Regions from separate parts of the Capra hircus genome. Here region 1 is linked to region 2. A link is a contact called in public Hi-C data. All regions are on one chromosome and are shown on one strand. The core of a region is the stretch at or near the end of the contact, and the rest is flanking DNA. Distances in the headings are between cores, read along the strand shown.

The links. Hi-C and Micro-C count contacts between places; a contact is called where the count stands out from the background.
Region 1: a Hi-C map of blood shows a contact between it and region 2, with 3 times the contacts expected there. The contact joins two enhancer-like sites. A contact is called at or near these places in 3 of 5 Hi-C or Micro-C datasets (all in blood).

The regions. Positions count from the first base shown.
Region 1 is chr12:67,163,091-67,166,380 of ARS1.2, reverse strand. No RefSeq gene overlaps it. Among named protein-coding and RNA genes, the nearest start is that of SPRYD7, 13 kb to the left of the region's middle. Within about 2 kb of position 1,645, at least 5 of the 5 cell types and tissues checked have an H3K27ac peak or open chromatin away from gene starts, as enhancers often do.
Region 2 is chr12:66,609,959-66,613,044 of ARS1.2, reverse strand. No RefSeq gene overlaps it. Among named protein-coding and RNA genes, the nearest start is that of DLEU7, 310 kb to the right of the region's middle. Within about 2 kb of position 1,369, at least 1 of the 5 cell types and tissues checked has an H3K27ac peak or open chromatin away from gene starts, as enhancers often do.

The DNA.
Region 1 (3,290 bases), core at 396-2,895, 550 kb before region 2:
GTTGTTTTTGGCCACAGTTCTCACATTTGCTGAGAATTAGGCGAGGATTTTTAGGGGTGGGGGAAGCCTGTGTAAGGGCTTCCCGTGAAGCCGTTAGCTGAAAACCTTCGGTTTAAACCACAATGTCCAGGGCTGGCCTCTAGCTGCTGTCTCAGGGCTGCCTGGCCTCCTGCCTGTCCCGACCCCTTGCACCTCTGCTCTCCCATTAATAGCTGTTTGTTGGTGGGGGAGAGACTTTCACTTCTACATTACGCTCTTCTGCATCGTCTGCATTTTCACATGTTGACTCTGTGCGTATGTGTATGAGGACACTGAAGTTCTTCTTTCCTTGCCTGCTTTTTTACTAAGCCACGCATTACTTACATTAAATTATAAACGTGAGATGTTCACCCTGATGCAGCCTGCCTGTGGCTCCTCACAGTCACCCCTTCTCTCTGCTTCCTACCTCATTCTCTCTCCCTTTTCACCTTTTTCTTCTTCTCTGCTCTCATGAGGTTCCAGTGTTGCCTTTCTTCGTTTGCACAGATTTTTTTTCTCCACTGTACCCTTTGTGGGAACCGTCTTAGAGATTCCTCACAGGTCCTCATTTGTAATTACATTCTTCTTTGGTTGCCGTGATGGCTGACCTATAGGCCACAGCTCGGAAACACTTATCCAGAGTGACTCCTGCATGGAGTGGCATATTTCTCCACTTCTTTTACTTCTTATCCTCATATGTTTTGACAACAATTATTAAAAACATGTTCTTCCTTTTCCTTCAAGTCCTTTTCCCTCTTGACTAGTATAGCAGGTTTTGTTACCAGCAGAACTTTCTCTAAAGTGAAAGGCGACAGAGAGTTAACTAAAAGACACAGTGAGCTGCTGGGTGTGTCTAGAGTCTGATTTGGTTTGAGAAGAGGAACAGAAACAATTTTTGTATTTTAGAAATGGAGGAGGCCTCTTGGCCTAGTTTGAAAAACACAAACAGATAAAATTCTGTTTTAAAAAATCCAACAAAGTCTAGTTGGGAAGCTAAGCTAGCATCTTGTTACTAATGCATCAGAGGTCTTGGTCACATATTTTTAATGCTCTTGTTACTTATTAATTTAATATCCGAATGCATAGATCTCCTCCTGGCCCCTGTTAACCTTAATCGTGAGTTTTCTGTGCAGCCCCTCTGGCGCCCACCCTGGAGAGCTCGCTATCAGGACAGCTTCCAGGTAACCTGGGGCTTCAGCGAAGCACCGACCGATTGGCCCGGTCGCTCCTGTGCAGGCCGTGGTTTCTGCGCACACAGAAAATGATGGGGTGAGTCACAGTCCTCCTTTCCAACAAAAGGGCATTGTACTATGCTGTTTGGTTCAGGCTCTGGCGTGCCACTTGTGGTTGCAAATGTATGGGACAGGAGGCTGGCTGCAGCTGCATTCTAATGGGCTGCTTCGGGTGTGCCCCGATAGAGCGTGAGATACTTTAAGGCTGCGAGGCTTTGATTTACCTTCGATGCTCAGCGCTAAGTGCACTTGTGCTTAGCTCAGGGCAGCGCTAAGCCAGTTTGGCTTGGTTGGAAAGCTGCAAAAGAGGGGAAGGGCTAAAGTTTGCGCTGTGCTGGGGGGAGCGGGAGAGGCCCCCTGATGAGGCCGGCTTGCCGGCCAAGCGCCGGCAGGGGGCGCAGTTGCACCAGTAGCTAGAACGCCCCACTTGTTTACTTCAGCGTTACCTTTTTGGTGAATCCGGATGCGTGAGACCCTAGAAATTTAAACTTAAACCTGCACATAAGTATTAGAATATGAACTATTGAACAGAACAAATTCGCATTATATTTAGTCCAAAAGGCACAAGAAGAGTCCGGAGTTAGCTTACTGAATACTGAGTCAGGACACCTCCGAGTCAGATCTAAAGAGGAAAATTACCTGGTCAGCCTTCCAGGAAATAATAATTTTGCATTCGGACGCTTCTTACACTCACTTGACGAACTATTTCTTCTGATTTAGCTACCTCATTTGTCAGAGGAGAAGCCGACATTTATGAATCCAGTCCTCTAGCCTCTGCAAGAGGATGTAGCTACAGAAAAATTATATAGAGCTTTTCTGGGTTTTAGCCATGCTTTGAAAACACCCCAAAAGAGGGCCATTTGGAAAACTGCACTTACAATCCTGCTCTCTCTCATATATACATACACACACACATATACATATGTACCTGCATAAAATATAACATTTACACACAAAAATATATGCATATAGTATATATTTTATGGGGCTTCCCAGGTGTCTCAGTGGTAAAGAATCTGCCTGCCAATGCAGGAGATGCAGAAGATGTGTGTTCGATCCCTGGGTCAGGAAGATCCCCTGGAGTAGGAAATGGCAACCCATTCCATTGGAAACTTCCATGAACAGAGGAGCCTGGTGGGTTACAGTCGGTGGGGCTGCAAAGAGTCGGACATGACTGAGCTACTGAGCACACAGTATATATTTTATATATGATAAATATATATTAAAAATCTATCTCTGCCTGCAATGCAGGAGACCTGGGTTCGATCCCCTGGAGGAGGACAGAGTAACTCATTCCAGTGTTCTTGCCTGGGACATCTCCTGGACAGGGGAGCCTGGCAGGCTACAGTTCACGGGGTCACAAAGAGTCAGACATGACTGACTAACCACAGCACAGCACAGCACATCTATCTATCTATTTTTCAGGCCCTTTATAGAGGCAGCATAGCCTAGTGACCTCAGCACACAATGTCACTGGGTTTGACTTCTTGGTTCTGTCACTTATTAGCTGTGTGACCTTGTGTAAGTTACTTAACCTCTCTGTGACTTAATTTTCTCACCTACAAATGAGGTTAATAATAGTAAATGTTTCATTAGTTTAAGGATTAAATAGATTAATTTTGTAAAGCTCTTAGGATTATACTTGGTACATAAAAAAGTACTATAATAATTGTTAAATAAAATTCATATAATTTTAAAAACACTATCTTAATCATGAATGTAGATCACATTTCATAGGTACTTTTTAAAAGGTTTGAGGTTGGCCTTTAATAATATCTTTTTTAGGGAAAATCTATCAGGTAATAAATGATAAAGATGTGAGAAAGAATGTGTGAGTGGTGAACCTGTCCACCAGATTGAGTCTGAAGCTTTACATTATGATTCCAGGTGAGGCTCTGGTTTCCAGGGTGCAGAAAAGTCATCTGACAATATTTTTTTTTCTCATTTTGGAAAACTAAAAAACAGCCCCAGGAATTCCCTGGTGGTTCAGTGGTTAGGACTTTGGGCCTCCACTGTCAGGAGCGCAGGTTCCATCCCTGG
Region 2 (3,086 bases), core at 120-2,619:
ATACACGACTCTCTTGCACGCTCTAGGTTTCCAAGTTATTTCATTAACTGACTATTTTGGTCAGATGTATTTTGGAAGAAGGCTTTAAGAGTGAAACTTACTTTAAATTCCCAATTATCCAGGATATGTTGTTTGAAGATGAGAACAGCTGGCTATTTTAATTCCCTAAGTGTTGAAATATTGTGGAAAAGAGAAACCCCAAACCAGCTTGCTAACAAATGACTTAGTGAATGAATCAGCAGGATTGAGCTCTCTCTGGTTCTTCTTGGATGTTTTCTGTGTGTCCCCACAATCTGGGTGTAGTGTGATGAGCTGTTCTGCTGCGAAACCAGAGTTGAAAGAATAAACAGGGTTGACAGAATAAACAGTAAATCCTGATTGTCAAGGAAGGTTTACAAGTCAGCTTCCTTCTGCAGCTTTAACTCACATGTCTGGCCTTCAGGGAACGTGCTGAAGCTTTCCCTTTGTGCACTGGTGGCAACGACTTAAGTGCCTCTGATTTGTTTGGTTTCCCATTGACCAGTGCAGGGTCCTAGGCAGGCCCTAGTGGATGGAGGCTGCCAGTGGAAAAGACCAGAGAACTGGACATCACACGGTGAACAAAACATGCAGAGATGTGCTGGGGAAAAAGTGGGACACAGCACAGTGCCTGCGCGCGCACACACACACACACACACAATAACAAATTGGAAAACAAATGAATTTATTGATTATAGATCATTATGGCTGATACCTCAAATGAAATGTCGTATATGTCTAAAACATTTTCCATTTTCTATTTGTCACGTGCTCTCCTCTAAGGAGCTTGAAATGCATGCGCGGCTTCTTATGAGCCGACCACTCGGCACTGTTAAATGAGCAAGCTGGGTGAGGATGGGCAGGTAAGGGACATTGAAGAGGGAGTTGAAAAGGGAAGCACAAACCTCAAGTGCCGATGGTGGTCACTCAGCATCAGGAATAAGAACATGAGGAGAGCAATGAGTCTACAGCAGAGCTCCGTTTATCACCAGGGCAGCCTGGGCACCTGAGGGGCCTGGGCACATCGTCTTGCTGAGAAGAGCTGTTATCTGGGAGTGAGTTCCTAAACCTTAAAGTCCTTGTCAGTGCAGTCCTGTGCTTTGAGCACGTTCCACCAGATGATTCAGGAAAGTTGCATAGTGGAACAGCTGCACTTTGGAGCCTGGGTGGTGACACCCCATACGTGGGCAGGCCCAGGGACCCGATGGTTCGTGACAGGGATGCATGTGTCTCCTGGGCTGCTTTGCACATCTCAAGGGTGACTCCCAGTGACACCAGCCCCCAAGCACAGGCTACCAGTGTGCACTTGTAACCTGAGCTCACACAGAGCTGTTGACCCTCAGGACAGCTGCAGTTTGAGTTAATAGCACATAATTCAGCCCCTTATTGAGGCTTTCCTAGAAATCCAACCATGAACTCTGCATGGATTCAGTCCAGGAAACTCCTTTCCTATCTGAGAGAGCAGAAATGTGTTTTTCGGCATTTATTTATTTGCAGCAGTTGGATGAAACCTCAGTCACCAGTGTCTCTCCTTTTCTTCTTCTTCTTCTTCTAGCCCTTTGCATCCTTACTGCTCTTCTGAGGGAGTGCTCTTCTGTGAGACATAGCAGGGACACCCTGCCATAGTCGGGATTCTTAGCAGTAGGTTTTCCCTTGTGGTGTAGAGAAGAGAATCCTGATTTCTAATCGATGGGGAGCAGAAGCACAGCTGAGACAGTGAAATTTGAAGAGGTCAAGTTTTGGGGGGAAAGGATGGAACAGATGAGACCTCGCTGACGCAGGGTTCCTTCTCCTTCTTGGGTGTCCACATTGTTTCGGTCACATCTCCTGAAACATCTCCTGAGACTTTCAGGGTGACATTTGTCTCCTTGGCACTGAAACCTGGCATTCTGAGTGTGATGCTATTAATCAAAGCCCCAGACTAAGGAGGACATTCTCTTAGAGCGCACAGAGACGGGAGGCGCAAGGTAGGAGAGCTGCTTTTTGCATCTTTTAAGAGTACACTCATAATTTCCCCCTACATTCTTTTTCCCTTAATAAAGTGCTTTGTGTGCTGAAGCTGAGCCTTCCTATTCCATCTGAAGTCAGTATTTCCTCCGGTCTTTAGACAGCCTTAGGGAAGTTCTCCTGCAAGACTATAGATGGATTTCACATTATGAAAGGAGAGAGGAAAGCCACTTCAGCACACCGTAGAATGGCCAGGGCACTATTTATTTATTTTAGAGGTGGTGGCAGCTGGGGAGGAAGGTTCAAAAGACACAAAGTTGTGTATGAATTATGATGTGATATGTTCGCTTTTAGCTCACCACCGGGCAGACCTTCAAAGTCAGTTTCCAGTGGGTTTTTCTCAAGGGCCCACACCAGCATCTTCCAAATGTGAGTCTGAAGATGCTTCCCATCTTACATCACTCACAAATAACTGCCAGAGCAACAAGAAACAAAAACTATACAATTTACAGTTTAGCCTCTTTGATGTGATGTGGGATGGGGATCTGAAAGCAAAGGCCTCTGGGTTGATTGCCATAGAGAGCAAACTCTTATTTCCTTAAGAGAGCAAGCGCATTAAAATTATTAGAAAGCCTTTACCAGATTAAATGAAGCTTGATTTGGGTCAAGGCGGGGGAAGGGAAGAGGAAAGAAACTAAACAGTGTGCACCGAGGATTTGCTGAACATGTTTTTTTCTTTTTTTTCAAATGCTGACGGGCATTAAATTAAGTAACAACCAAAGATTACACAAGAGTAAACACTGCTGCTAATGTTTGATTAAAAGCTAACTGAGGGCTCGAAGTGACTCCAGTGAATTTATAGATCATGCCAATAACAGCCCCAGGGGAATGGGGCTGCTCAGGGTAGAGGAGAAGTTTTATAGGTAGAAGCCACAGTTTTAAATGTTGAAAAGGAAAACCAAGGCTGAAGGAATGCTTTATAAACTTCAGGGAAGGAGAGAAAGACAGAGAAAGAGAGAAAAGAAAAGGGGTGTGGGGGATAGAAAGGGGAATTGTCTCTGCGACTGCTGGGCTTGGGGTAATAAAAAAAAAAGGGATGTGTAACATTTAAATAATTCTTC